Regions from separate parts of the Mus musculus genome. Here region 1 is linked to region 2. The links are chromatin contacts, called in public promoter capture Hi-C maps. All regions are on one chromosome and are shown on one strand. Each heading gives the region's core, a stretch centred on a gene start, on an enhancer-like site or on the middle of the called end of the contact. The rest is flanking DNA. Distances are from core to core; before and after follow the strand shown. Region 1 holds the start of Dlx1 (distal-less homeobox 1). Region 2 overlaps Gm38528 (a long non-coding RNA gene).

Evidence for each region. Promoter capture Hi-C pulls out the DNA fragments that hold promoters and counts their contacts.
Region 1: a promoter capture Hi-C map of embryonic stem cells shows a contact between it and region 2, with 3 times the contacts expected there. The contact joins the promoter of Dlx1 here to the enhancer-like site in region 2. A contact is called at or near these places in 17 of 39 promoter capture datasets (the 3T3-L1 cell line, 3T3-L1-derived adipocytes, the C10 cell line and 12 more), 5 of 115 datasets of contacts at active chromatin or transcription factors (SST interneurons, T-cell acute lymphoblastic leukemia, embryonic forebrain and 2 more) and 1 of 9 other capture datasets (embryonic tail).

What each region holds. Positions count from the first base shown.
Region 1 is chr2:71,524,158-71,531,552 of GRCm38.p6, reverse strand. Dlx1 (distal-less homeobox 1) reads right to left here and starts at 2,108. Exons shown (of 3, transcript NM_010053.2): 1 at 1,247-2,108; 2 at 397-596. The coding sequence starts at 1,559. It overlaps Metap1d (methionyl aminopeptidase type 1D (mitochondrial)), which reads right to left. Exons shown (of 10, transcript NM_025633.3): 9 at 6,758-6,836; 10 at 6,362-6,670. The coding sequence ends at 6,592. It also overlaps Dlx1as.
Region 2 is chr2:70,707,875-70,714,593 of GRCm38.p6, reverse strand. It overlaps Gm38528 (a long non-coding RNA gene), which reads right to left. Exons shown (of 4, transcript XR_866403.3): 2 at 4,792-4,851; 3 at 3,471-3,554; 4 at 1,954-2,782. It overlaps Tlk1 (tousled-like kinase 1), which reads left to right. Exons shown (of 20, transcript NM_172664.3): 20 at 429-2,187. The coding sequence ends at 605. Among named protein-coding and RNA genes, the nearest start is that of Gm38528, 6.9 kb to the right of the region's middle. Within about 2 kb of position 5,378, at least 19 of the 459 cell types and tissues checked have an H3K27ac peak or open chromatin away from gene starts, as enhancers often do. A contact at or near this core is called in embryonic stem cells and trophoblast stem cells, where this site is marked.

The sequences.
Region 1 (7,395 bases), core at 859-3,358, 820 kb before region 2:
CAGGCTTAGGCCCAGGACCTGAGTGATTAGTGGCACACTTTAAAGGCTAAGGAAGATTAAATCCCCCTTCTATTGTTCCAGTTGTTCAGGCACGTGTGACCTCAGAACCTCCAAACAAAACGTCTGGGGAAATCCTTCCAGTTCCCTGCCTGGTCAGAAGACCAGGTAGCCTGCAGGTCAGAGAGTAGGGTCCGAGCTAGGGCAAACAGTTTGAGGGAGGAAGAGGAGACGCTGAAAGTCAGAGGTGGATACACACACACACACACACACACACACACACACACGGGTTGGGGGGCGGACTGTGACACCTAGAACCAGAGGCCCAGCGAACAAAAAATGTGAAGCCTGGGGCTGGAGCCCAGCTCCCGAGGCTTGTTTGGCAGAGCGGCCAGGTACCTGCGTCTGTGTGAGTCCCAAGGAGGCCGCCAGCTCCGCCCTCTCAGGCAGAGCTAAGTACTGAGTTTGTTGGAACCTCCGGTTCAAAGCCTGCAACTGCAAACTGGAATAAATTGTCCTGGGTTTACGGATCTTTTTCCCTTTGCCGTTAAAGCGCACCTCGCCGCCTTCCACCACCGTACTCTTCTCGGAGTCCGCCCCTGGAGGGACAACAGAAGCAGAGACCCTTGTTAATGCTGCACTGCCTTTAGTGAGGAGGGACGAGAATGAATGTCTATGGATGGGTTGGCAGAAGTAGGGTCCGGAAAAGAACGTTCAAGAAACCCTGAAAGACTGCGAAGGTCCCTCAAGGTCCGAGCGCACGTCCCTGGCTGCTGCAGACAGAATTGGGTCGTTCCCAAGAGCGCAGCTATTGCCTTTGCAGAGAAAGTTTGCTATTTTTTGCAGGCGGTAGTTGAGGTTTAATTACCCTTAATTGCATACATTGTTTATAGCGCTACGCAATAAATAATTACCGAGACTAATACGTGCACATGTGGGTTTCTGTTTTCCAGCAGGGCATTGTGTGCTCGGCGCACCGAGCGGCCCAGAGGCCCAGCCAGTGCCAGGAGACGCGCTCGGATTTATCCTTTGCTGGACAGTTGTAAATTGAATTGACTTATAATTTTTTTCTTTTCAGTGACAAGGATCCACAGATTGATATCCGAAACCTCTACTACTTCCGCGCTTTCCCCACCCCCACCCACCTCTCTACCCCACACTCTCTTGTCTTTTCTCTTTCCCCCTCCCCTTCTCCCCCTCTCTCCTATTCTCCTTCCCTTCTCTCCTTGTCCCTGGCAAGCGCACGTACCTGGGTCCTCCAGGCGGCTCTGGGCGAGGCTGGCGCTGCCGGGGTAGGACTGCACGGAACTGATGTAGGGGCTGGACGCGTGGCTGCTGACCGAGTTGACGTAGGGGTAGCCCAGCGGTCGGGAGAAGGATGAGGCCGAACTGTAGGCACCGTCGGGCTGCGAATGGCCCGCCGAGTGTAAACAGTGCATGGAGTAGTGCCCGTGGGACATGGGAGAAGGAGACATTTGCTGGTTGGGCGGCCCAAACTCCATAAACACAGCCTTGCCCGACACGGGGCTGTTGAGACTTTCTGGCATGGTGGTCATGGTCATCTCTTCTCGCGGGGTCTGGGTGTGGGTCTTTCTCTCCTCTGCTTCCCTTTTGGGGGTCTCTATGTTTCTCAGGACAGGAAGGAACCCAATTTAAGCGGAACAGGGGTTTTCACTTTCCATTCATAAGAAAATGGAGTTTGTCTCTTTGAAAAGTCTAAGCATGATGCTGCCGAGCTCCCCAAACTCGGTTCAAAGCTTTGACTCAGCCAAGGTCATAAATATTCATGAGCTGGTGGAGCTGATTGGTCGGCTCTCTTGCATAATCACCGGGGATTGGTCCGAGAAGCTCGGGCTCGGCTGGACTAGAGCGGGCGACGCGGCCCGGCCTGGGGAGAATCCGGTCCACACGTCCCGGCCGGGGCTCCTCTGCAACAGAGCGCGCGGAGCGGGACGCACAATGGGCTGCGGCGTCCGCGCAGGAACCTCGAAGGCGCGCGACTCCAGCCTCCCGCCTCCCTCGCGCGCTTCCCGCCCCAGAAACCAACCAGCCGCGCCCTGCCGTCGCCCTCCCCCTTGCTGTCCCCACCCTTCGCCCGCCCCCAACGCCTGGGACCCCGGACCACTTCTTCTTGAGGTCACCTAGTCCGGTGCGGAGCGCCGCTCCAGAGTCCGGCCGCGGTCTCTGGATCGCGGAGTCGCGCACTGGGCGACAACCCAGGTAGCCTGCAGCCAGCGGTCCTTCTGAGCGTCTTGTGCCTAGCTCAGCGCGCTCCAGGCCGCGCCTCCCAGGTTGGGGTTCTCTCGGCCACATCCCGGGGATCTGGGTTTGGGGGCCCTCTGGCCCAACTCACTCACTCGGCCGCCGCCCCGCCGTTGCCACCGTTCCCAGGGGCTTGCTCGCATCTCTCCAGGCCCAGCTGGCCACTCCAGCTCGAGGCTGCACGGGTCTGATCAAAGCAGTGCGCGTGGAGAGCCAGGAACCCACGCTTCTCCACCCAGGAAAGGCGGCCGCACCGCCTCCCCCCTCCTTTCCCTCCCAACCTTCCTGCCTCCCCCTCCCCTCTCCACTCCCCCTGAGCCACGAGCCCCGGGCTCACTCGCCCCGAGGGCGCGGCTCAGCGTGGAGTCCTGAGGGCCCGCAGTCGCCTGGTGGCTGGTGCATCGAACTCCTGCCAGGTGGTCATTTTCCGACCTCCTGGGGTCTGGCCAGAGTACTTGGGGTTTGGGAGTCCTAGGGAGACACCGACACCCTCAGCAAATCCTGATCAGTGGTAGGCTTGAATATTTGTGTTTAGATATGCCCCTCTCTGTCGCCCGATCTCTTCCTCACCTCCAGTGGCCAAAGCTGGAGCCTCCGGGCCCGGGGGTGAGGTGGGGAAGCTGGTGAAGGAAAGAGCTGCCAAAGCGCGCTGTCTACCATCTGGGTGCAAGTGTTGAAAAGTGCACAAAAGATTCTCTCGCACTCCACCCCCCCACTACTACCACACACCACCTCGCGTGGCGCAAACTACGCTGGTTGCTAGGGACTGTTGGTTCCCAATCCCGCCAGCCCCACGATGAATCCCAAATTACTTTGTTAGGTAATTAGAAAGTGTTGATAATTATTTCTTTCATAATTTAGCGGTGTGACGGGGACCGGGGGAAATGATCTTGTGAAAGTTCACACGTGCACACGTATTAGTTACTGATTCATTTGATTAAATGGTAGTCTCAAGTGCTCAGATCCGCAGCTGAAGGCGCCCCATTAGCATAACACTGATGTTTAATTTTCATACGCATAATTAGCCATATATTTAACACTAATAGCAACATGCAGCCTTTCAGCGTTAAACAGCCCGGGGATTTGATCTGGCCTGAGCTGAACCTGCGCCGCGGCACCTTCCCCTATCTGGAGTGCACAGTGATCACAGGGAGACCTCTGTAATCAAGCACATTTTGGCAGAGGGAACACCAATAAAAATGAACATTCAAAACAAATTACATCGGTGATGTCGTTACAGATATGAGTACAGGGGATTCATTCTCATTCTCTCTCTCTCTCTCTCTCTCTCTCTCTCTCTCTCTCTCTCTCTCTCTCTCTCTCTCTCTCTCTCCTTCAGCAGCAGCTCCTGCCTAAAGATTTCCTCTTCTGATTAAAGGCATGAGGCTGTGCGCAGAAACATTTCATGCAGCATGTTGGTTGGAGCAAAAGAGAAAAACAAAAGAAAGAGGAAAAAAACAAAACAAAAAACAACAGTCCAAAATTCGTAAACCAATAAAGGGTTTGCCATCGCCTGAAAGGTTTTTTGTTTTGTTTTTGTTTTTTCCTTAATCGCCAAACCACAAGGTGAGGCTTTGTAACACCAACCAACTAAGAACTCCAACTCGCCTCGTCCTGGTCTTCCTGTCGTACTCGCGATTTTAATAGCTCCTTCTTAGTGCCTGTTTTGGGGTGTGGAGTGCCGTCCTGTGCGCCCAACGCAGCCGCTTGGATGCCATCTGAACCGAAGGTCTCTTCGCCTTGCGGGCCTTGCCCATGTAAGTGATCGCTGCGGTTGTGCGCCGGGGTTGGGATGGGGAAAACTGGACTGGTGTCTCTTGGAATTTAGTGCAAGGTATGGGGACGTCGGATGGCCGGATTGCCTAGGACCAGTTTATCCCAGAGACTGGTTGGGTTGGGGAACCAGAGAGCGACCATGGGTCTACTAGGTGCTCTGTCCTTCCACTTAGCAGAGCAGGAGGCCAGGCTGGCTACTGGGAACGGGTGGGCACGATAGGGTTTCAGAGTCTGGCCACATTTAGAACTGAGCTGTGTGTAGGTGAGGGAGCACACTTGAGAATTATTTCCTAACTCAAGGAAGCAAGTCTTGGGAGAAACTGAGCCGGGTCCCTGAAAGAGTGTACAGGCCTCAGCAAACTTCAGGAAGTGAGATCTTATCTCTACTTTGTGAGTCCCGGTGTGCAGTCCTCCAACTGACCCAACTCTAAAGTGACACACCTGCTCCAAAATGCTCAGACCTTTGCCAGCCCAAGTATGAAAGGAACTTAGACTCTCCCATTGGTCCTGAAGGTTCCAGATCGGGAGCAGAACTCACGGGAGTCACCTCAGGAGCCAACAGCTCAGGTAGCCAGCTTACACTTCCTGTCTGGAATCCCTGCGGTTCAGGGTTAGGCGTCAGGTCAATTTAGTTGGTCAGCTGATGAGGAAGTGGAAGAGAGGAGGCTCTTAAAAAACAAAAACAAAACAAAACAAAAAAACGAACCCTACTTCTCAGTCTTAACTTCAAAGAACATTACACAAAATTCCTTTAAGTTTGTTTCCTACAGAGCTGCTGCGTTTAGCAGCACAGGCTAGATTACTAAATCAGATTATATACCTTCCCCATAAATACCTTCACCTGCAATAATTGTCCCAGTGGTTGGTGAAATCCTGTGGTCCTAATAAAACTATCCTTAGGGGGACCTAAGAGTAAACTGATCTGCAGATAAAGACACTACATGCTAATCTGATTGCTCTAGAAAAGAAGTGAAGTCATTCTCTGGCAAGTATCTTTAAGGCAGCTGGCCCTGATCCTCTCTAGGGAATATGGATGCTCCGTGGTCACAGCTTCAGTCTCTGAGTCTCTGCCTGGCGAATTCCAGAACACCTCAAAAGTTTGCCAGTTGATCTTTAAAATTCCCCATTCCTTCTTACCCTCAAACAAAGTCGGTTTAGAATTGCCGCCACACAACTCTCTACATCTCTAGATGTAGACAAACTGATCTGGGGAGTTGGGGACCATGGATGAATTCCCAAGTTTAGAGGAGAGCTGAAATGTACCACTGTGGGCAGTACTTGTCCCCAGCTTCCCACCTCCTCCTCCATGGCTCTGGGTGTCCTGCTAACTCCCTGGGGGTGCCTCTATGCTATCAATCCTGGCAAATGTAAAATCTCCTTGGCTCCCCAGACGATCCAAGCCCTATTAAGGACTCGGGCCACCTGGCCATTTGCATGAACACAAGCCAGAGTTCACAGAGGTTCTGATGTTCTTGCCCCCCGCTGGCCATGCCCAGAGGGGACTGTCTTCCTGTGAGGACTGTCTTCCTGTGAGGCCCAGCCTAGCCCACCCTGAAGGTAGGTTCAACAGATCTCTGACAACAAGGGAAAGCAGAGTGCTTTGGGCAGGAATGTATTTCTGCTCCTGAAGCAGGTGGGCCCTGCAGGCAAGTTGATCCATAGTTAAAACGGAGTTCCAGATGAGCCCAACTAGGACCTTATCTCAAATGTGCCTGGTGTCTTTTCTCTCAGAGATCCTGTGAAGTCTCAGGAATACCTGATTTGTATAGCCCAGGGAAGCCTGTCCCAGGACTGCAGTCAGGAGAGGACAATTTAAGGACTAGCTGGGCTCTAAACTCAAAATCTAAAGAATGGGGTTGCAGCTTAAATTTTTAGTACAACAAATGGTCTAGTGGGGGGAGCGTCTCAGGCTGGCAGGGGGATCAAGCATGGCTGGCTGCTGGTGAAGAGCCTCAGGGATCTGTAAGGGGTTTGGACTGCTCACATCTTCAGAAAGCCTAAACCTATGGTCCACAGTCAAGACAACGTTTGCAGGCAATGCTCCCTGGCTCATCCTCTCTGGGGCAAACCTCAATGAAGAGGAAATTGGGGTGGAAGCAGGTGCTTGCCTCTGGAAGTGCCCACAGCTCAGCCATGTTAAGATCAACAAGGGTGGGGTGGGGGCGGGTGAACCAGAGTAAAAGAGAGTTTAAAGAAAGAGTTCTGGGTTTTGTTTTGTTTTTGTTTCCCTTTCTGCATGCATGTTAAAGTTTGGAGACTCTAAAACTAATCACCTGCCCCTCCCCCTCTGTAGCTGCCACACGTACAGACTGGACACAATAGGTTTGAGAGTTTTTTTTTTTTTTTTTTTTAAACTTGGGCGGAATATGGACAGGAAAAGGGCGAACCACCTGCCCAGGAAGGGAGGTTTGTTTTTCTAGCCACAAGGGCTGTCCTGTTGGACCTGAGTCCCCAGAGCCCGTCCTCTCTGCGTTTTCTCCTAGACACTGCAGACTTGTGTGTGGCCTGGGGATGCTTTCTCAGTCCTCTGGGTCTTGGTGGCCTTCTGGCCGATTCTCAGGCTTCTTGTGGCAGTTTGGTCAGTATCTCCACTCCCCTTGGCGTGATGAGGACTGTGTGCTCGAACTGCGCAGACCTGAAACACACGGGGCTGCTGTCGGGACACTGCAGTGTGCCTCGGCCTTCCCTTTCCCCAACAGTTCAAAAATCACAGGGCAAACACCTTTGGTTGTCTAGGGAGACCACGGTCCATGCGTCCTCAAGGACTTTAAATTCTGGGGAACCTTCAGTGATGATTGGCTCTGTAGGAGAGAAACTATTTAGTATAGTAGATATTGTTTCAGTAAGTAACATGAGAGAGAGAGAGGTTATAAGGAGGCCCCTCCCTCCCTGAGTGTTTTACCCACAGTTGGTGTTGTCATCTTATAAGGGCTAATAATTGATGCTGCTTACACAGTACACTATAAACTAAACAGTAGGGAGAGGAAACGCAACATCATTTAAAAGAATGTATGAAGTTGCCTGGTTCATAATTCTTTTTTTTTTTTTTTGAGAAAGAAGGGCATTTTAATCAAGCCTTAATTAGGACCCTGTGGATAATAACCACCCAAACACCAGTCCCTCTTATAAATTCCAGTCAGTTTTTAAAAAATATTTGAATTTTTAAAACATGCTCAAAATGTTCATTAATCAGCAAATAACAATTTTCTTATTTTACTCTAATTGCTTCTCCATTAAGTCCTACAGTCAGAACTAGGAGGCCTTGCTGGCCCTAGGTGATTGGAATTTGTTGGTGACACCAATCATGCCATCAGCCAGGAATGGGCCACCATGGAGCGCATGCCACTTGCTGACAGAGAG
Region 2 (6,719 bases), core at 4,129-6,628:
GGGGCTGGGAAGATGGCTCAGTGGTTAAGCACCCTGGCTGTTGTTCAGAGAGCCTGGGTCCAGTTCCCAGCACCCACATGACAGCTGACAACTGACACCCTCACACAGAGACTTGCAGGGAAAATACCAATGCACATGAAGTAAACATAAAGTGAAAATAAAGAATTTTGTAAGTAGAAATAAAACTTTGCAGCAATACATCCAAGGAAAGCAATACTGATTGAGCCTATGATGTGCCCGGGGGGTGCCACTGGAGGGTTGCAATTGGAGGAAAAATGTCATTGTTACCCCAAAAGTTGTTAAGGTTTGAACTTCTGTAAAAGCTGACCTGTCTGTAGTCTCTAACTGTCCTTGCTGCTGTGGGAGTTGGTGGGTTGGTGGTATTAGAAGGTAGGAGATGATTGTGTTGCTATCTCTCTCTTTCAAAGGCCTTCATAAGACGCTGTTTGGCTTACCGAAAAGAAGATCGATTTGATGTGCACCAGCTGGCAAATGACCCATACCTTCTGCCACACATGAGAAGATCAAATTCTTCAGGAAACTTACATATGTCTGGGCTGACAGCAACTCCCACACCTCCTTCTTCAAGCATAATTACTTACTGACTCCTCTAAGATTGGCATGACCTCTTCTCTTTGATTGGCTTCCAGATGCACACTTGAATTTGACTGCATTGGACTGTTTGTGGTATTTTTACATGGACATGGTTAAGAAGTGTTTGTGAACTAAGCTCTCCAAGGAGTCCTTGTGTGAGAGTGGATCATGGACAGTGACTAAGTACACACTCACTCCTCACTGCCCTGGAGCAGCACGAAACAGGAATACCATGTTACAGTAGAACAAGGGGACTCTGTAAATAACGTTTATAATACTTAAATATATTTGATTGTTACCAGAGAGTTGTAATATGAAGGGTAGTTTTTCATTATTTAAGAACACATGGAAAAATGAGGAGACATTTGTAACCCGGGAGCTACAGTGCCTGGTACAGCGTCAGCACTCGGCAGCTGATCTACAGAAACCAAAGCAAGAACTGAGTGACAGCAGCCGCTGTGTTTATAACAGAATGTGAGAGTTAGGGTCTTTGGACAGTTGGAGACTTTGTCATTTGCCTATTCTGACTTTTACCAAGTTGTACCTCGAGATCACGTGTCAGTGGTCCGCCGCCCTACCCCCGACCCCTTAACCGGTTATGTTAAAGGCAAGCTGTCGTTTCTGGACACTTTACACCTTTAACACAAAGAGCTGCCTATTTCAAATCAGTTGAAGTTACTAAATGATAGTATTTCCAGGGCTTTCAGTGGGTTAGATTAACAGGCGTTTTTCTTTTGTTTTCAGGCCTGGTTCATTAAAACAGAAGACAGTGTGTAACCAAAAGCAGGCCAGTTGTATGCAGGATAATGATGAATTCCCTTCTGGCTCTATTGTAAACTACTGTACAGATGTCGGATTACAATTACTGAGTTTCAGCAGCTTATTCTTGTACAAATGTTTAAAAATACGGCTTTTCTAATTGGATATTGTATTTTTTTTAAGTCTTCTTGAAGGCGCTTTAATTGCTGCTAAATGATATTGCTTTTTTGCTATAAAAAATTGAATGACCTTGAAGGCACAAGTTGACTGTACATCATAGAGAGATATTAAAAGCAGGCACTCGTTAACAATCAAGGCATGTGCAGTGATCCATGCTGGGCATATTGAGTTCTTCAAATCAGTTTTTTAGGTTCTGGAGCTGTGGAACACATAGAAACTAGATTTATAAATTGTTCATGGTTATTCTACATTTCTAGAAAGTTCTTAGCATCAAGGTGGGATGATAGTCCCATAGAATGTTTCTCGTGGTTTGTACAGATTTGTTAAAATGTGAACATTTTCTAACTACCTTGTGTGGTAGAAACCAATATTTTTTTGGGGATGCTGTATTTCATTCTTGAAAGGATTTTTTTTTCTTTATTGTCAAATTCATAATGCCGAGACTTACATGTAAGTTGTCCATGGTGCAGACAACAGGCTATCCCTGCCAGCCGCCCCTAACATGTACAGTTACACTGTGGCTCTTACCTGGTGTTGCAAGCCATTTCGTTTGTTTGTTTTCATTGTACATAGACACACTGTCTGTTTAAGATGCTGCTGGAATTATAGAGAATGTAGCCAAACAGTAATAAACAATGACAGTAAAAATGTAAAGACTGTGAAAATTACACTCAAAGAACCCTTAAGATTGAGGGTAATAACATAGCTGCTTTACTTAAAAGGCAGGTAAATTCCTTATGCATACTCAGGACAAGCAGGAAGTGTTTCAGGTTGTTAAAGTTAAAAACAAAGTTTAGAAAAAATATTAATAAGAGTATCGGAGATAACGTACCCATGTCTTCTAAGTTTTTCCAAATGTAGATTTAAATAGCCTACTAATACTTGGGCTCAGTGAACCAGTATAACCTTTGTGAGGAACTGGTGCTAGCTGCTAAATAATGTCCATGTTACTCTGGCAGTTTCTACCCATTTGTCTTGAGGTGCTAGCTGTTTTCTTGTCTTCTGGAGTCATCACTGCAGATAAAGTGCACAGTTCTCATCCCTGGGTTGGAGTTTATTGGGAGTAGTTTACTGGGAGAGTTTTGAACTTAGCTCATGGGCTAAGTCCTCAGCATACTGCCCACCAAAAAACAGTAAGTGTGTGCACTTTAATAAACACATGGATGTTGAAAGGAGCAGAGGCTGCCAGGACGACATCACGTTGAGGGTGGGAGATGTGGTTGGTTTTCCGGATGGCCACCATCTTTTCCTACAAAAGAACTTGAGTTTAAATGTGAACACATCAGGTCCTTTTCTAGTATCACTGTAAATTTCCATGTTTTTAAAATAATTTTTCTTCTGAATACACTGAATTTCAGTGTTTTAAAATATTTAGCCTAATTCCAAAACTGCTTTGACAGCTAGTTTCTAAATTGAATTTTTGGATTTTGGCTCATTCTGTAGTGGTTTTTGAGTGTGTATAGCTTGTCCATTTGTATCTGAATTGGCTTTCCCACCCAAAATGCATCTCCACTTATCTTACCTCCTCCCCCCACCCCCATTAATTACTTTATCTAGAGTCTGGTTATGTAGTCCAAGCTGGCCTCAAAGTTGATAGCAATCCTCCTGCCTCAGCCTCCAGAATGCTGGAATTATGTGTGGGCTACTTCACTCAGTGTAGTGGTTTGAATAGGTTTGGTCCCCATAGATTAGTGTGTTTAAGTGGTTGGCCCATAGGAAATGGCACTACTAAGAGGTATGACCTTGTTAGAGTAGATGTGGCCTTGTTGAAGGAAGTGTGTCACTCTGGAGGTGGGCTTAGAGGTCATATATATGCCTAATCTCCTCCCAGTGTGGAACAGTCTCCATTTGGGTGCCTTCGGATCAAGATGTGGAACACTCTCATCTGTTTCTCCAGTACCATGTCTACCTGCATGCTGCCATGATAACGGACTAACCTTCTGAAACTGTAAGCCAGCCTCAGCCAGATGTTTTTCTTTATGAGTCACCTTGTTCATGGTTCTCTTCACAGCAGTATAACCCTAAGAACACAAGAGCAAAGATAGCAGAGCTGTCGAGGGGGTTGGGGTTCGGAAGCCCCCTGAGTGTGTACAGTGCATGCCCACAGGGACTGCTTGTCAGTAGGCAGACCAACTTTACTCAGAGTGACTGAAGGTTTATAAAGTTTGGGGGACTGAGGGTAGGGACATCCAAGATGAGCAAAGGCCATTATTGGCTGAGGACTTTAAGGGACCTAGAATGCCTCATTAGCATGGGGAATCCTCTTGGTAGTCTTGGATGCAGGTTGAATGACTAGGTTTATCAGGAGAAAGGAAATCGATCCTGCAAACTAACCAAGGCTAAATGACATTCCTCGGTAGAGGCAAGTGTGGGGCTTAGAATACCCCAGACAAGGCCAGAGAGAAAACCTCTGCCTAGGAGCGGAGTCGCACATATGTGCCCAGCCCAGAGGCAATCTGGTCGCAGAAGACTCATTTAGAGCTTTCCCACACTAAGACACCCTGTAAAAAATTTTCAATAAGTAAGATTTGAGTGTATAAACCGAATTCAAGATTTATTTTTATAAAACCAAAGTCTCCAGTGACGAGCAGGGTGTGTGGCCCTGGCCTGAGCCCTCTTGGGCCTTGAGCTTGGATGTGAATCACCTGCGCAGGCCCACGCCTCCAGGCACAGAAACCTCACCACAGTTTTGGAAGCAGGATGGTAACAGCTGTTGTCTAGGTTCTCTGTCCCTAGGAAAGGATTCTGGAGGGGATACCCAGAGCTGGGCTAGAAGGACCCTGCTGTGGCCAGTGATGGCTATGCGCAGAGCTCTGCTGTGCTTTTCCGTTATCTTTCTGTGTCTCAGTCGTTTGAAGTAAGATGGGTGGATGGACGGACTGCTCTTCAATAGAGGAAGCTGACGTAACAGCCACATGCTCACTGATGCATCAGAAGAGGAGAGACGGGCCAGGCGGTGGTGGCGCACACCTTTAATCCCAGCACTCGGGAGGCAGATTTCTGAGTTCAAGGCCAGCCTGGTCTACAAAATGAATTCCAGGACAGCCAGGGCTACACACACACAGAGAGAGAGAGAGAGGAGAGAGAGAGAGAGAGAGAGAGAGAGAGAGAGAGAGAGAGAGAGAGGGAGGGAGGGAGGGAGGGAGGGAGGGAGGGAGGGAGGGAGGGAGGGAGGGAGGGAGGGAGAGAGAGAGAGAGAGAGAGAGAGAGAGAGAGAGAGAGAGAGAGAGAGAAGGAGCTGGGCATCATAACACATACCTGCAACCTCGGAATCAGGGATGTGTGGAGGAGAGAGAGAGCATTATAGCCTGGCTGGGCCTATAAAAAGGTAGACAGACAGACAGACCAATCTATCTATCTATCTTTGGAAGCCTGAAATGTCACTTTTCAGTGGTGACAAAAATCAAAGAGCAAGTGTGACTTTTTATATCATCATAAAAGAGCAAACCTAAAGAAAAGTGTTGGAACGCTGTCAGCACTCACTGTTGGTGCTGAGTCACTGGAGCGCACCCTTGTGACTAAGCTCATTTCAGGTAAGATGAAGGTGAGTGCAAACCAGTGCTGTCCTTGCTGTGTTCCCATGCCTTCTGCAGGCGGGCCACCCACCAGTAGGACCTGTGTGCCCTCCCCAGAGAGGCTTCCGGGGTGTTGATGCCTCCCCATGGAGGAGCCAGAAAGTAGCTCTGGGCTTCTCCCTGCCCACTGTTCTCTTCCTAAGGAGAGCCTTGGAACTGACTCAGTAGCTCACTCAAAAAAAGTTCTGGAAGTTTGGAAAAGCTTCAGTGCGTCTCTCCACGTCTAAGGACTGAAAAGCATGCGCACCCCTGCCCCCTCAGGCGTGCTTCCCGCCCCCTCACGCACACTTCCCGCCCCCTCACGCATGCCACCATGGGAGCACTCAGCACAGCCTGCCTTCCACACAGAATCCATTTCAGATTTTCATGTAAGCTTCAAGGCTCCTTGACTGTTGGGAAAGCCTTAGGCCAAACCATGACCCCACCATCTCATCTGAGTTAATTGCCTGCTGTATATGTGTTAATTCATCCACTTAGCAGGCGATACCAAGGTCTTCTGTAAGACAGGGTAGTCATCAAACTTAGACACTAAAGTTGCTGAAAAATGAATGTGGTGTTTAGCTGTGGTTTTAGGTGTTTCAATTTTTTAATTATCTTGTCTACTAATGACCAAATTCATACGTTCTTTTTAAAGATTCAGGAAAAGGATAATGTGGGGACGGGGTGGAGGAGGCTGGCGTCTCTGGCTTGGAAGTCAGCTGTGGCTTTGTCTTCCATATTAGTTTATTAGTGTGAGCATAGTCACTAACTTCTATGGGAGGCTTCCACATCTGTAAACTTTACTAACTGCCCCTGCCTAGCAGGAACCTAGCACAGGAACCCACACCTGAGTGAGGGTTAGAGACACCCCCCTCCAGGCCCCCCCAGCCAGCCATTGGGCGGCCCTAAGAAGAGATGGACGACTGGGCAGCAGCCAGCCCCTGGTTTTGATGTGCTTTTGAACCCATATCTGGGCATGACAGTCAGTATGAGGCCTGCCTGTGGCTCTCAAGAGTCCCTCAACTGCCTTAGCACATGGGGGTGGGGCACAGTTGGGTAGGTTGGATTCTGTCTCCCAGGTAAATGCTGCTCCCCACTTTGTGCTCTGTGGATCTGCAGCCACGGTGGACACTAACACTGGTGGCTGGCTTGTTAACATTTTTTTTCCCATGACAATTTTAACTCTCCAGTAGGAATGGGTTTTCCTTCAGTTTGTAAAGCTTTTTCAGAAGAATAGGTTATCTAGCAGACACAGTTTCAGCTCCGAAACATAGTTTCAAGTCTAAAAGAAACCTCTTTGAAGAGACCCTGCCCCCTCAGCATTATCAGAACACATTCATCAAGATTCGGAGTTCCCCAGGAGTGGCCATATTAGTTACGGAATCTAAAAAGCATGGGCAGGATTATCTTATGTGTGCATTAATCAATAGCGTGTTTACCTTACTTATCTTTGCTTCCCTCCAGCAATGCACATGGTTTTTGTTTTTTGGTGGGGTTTTGTCTTTTAGGAGAAAGAGCTATGTTAAAGTGTAATTTTATTTTGTTGGGTTTCTTTCCTTTTTAATTCTAAAAGAAGGTCTTGACCTTTAGTATTAAATGGGCTGATTTGTAAGGATGCTTTAGAGAAAATAA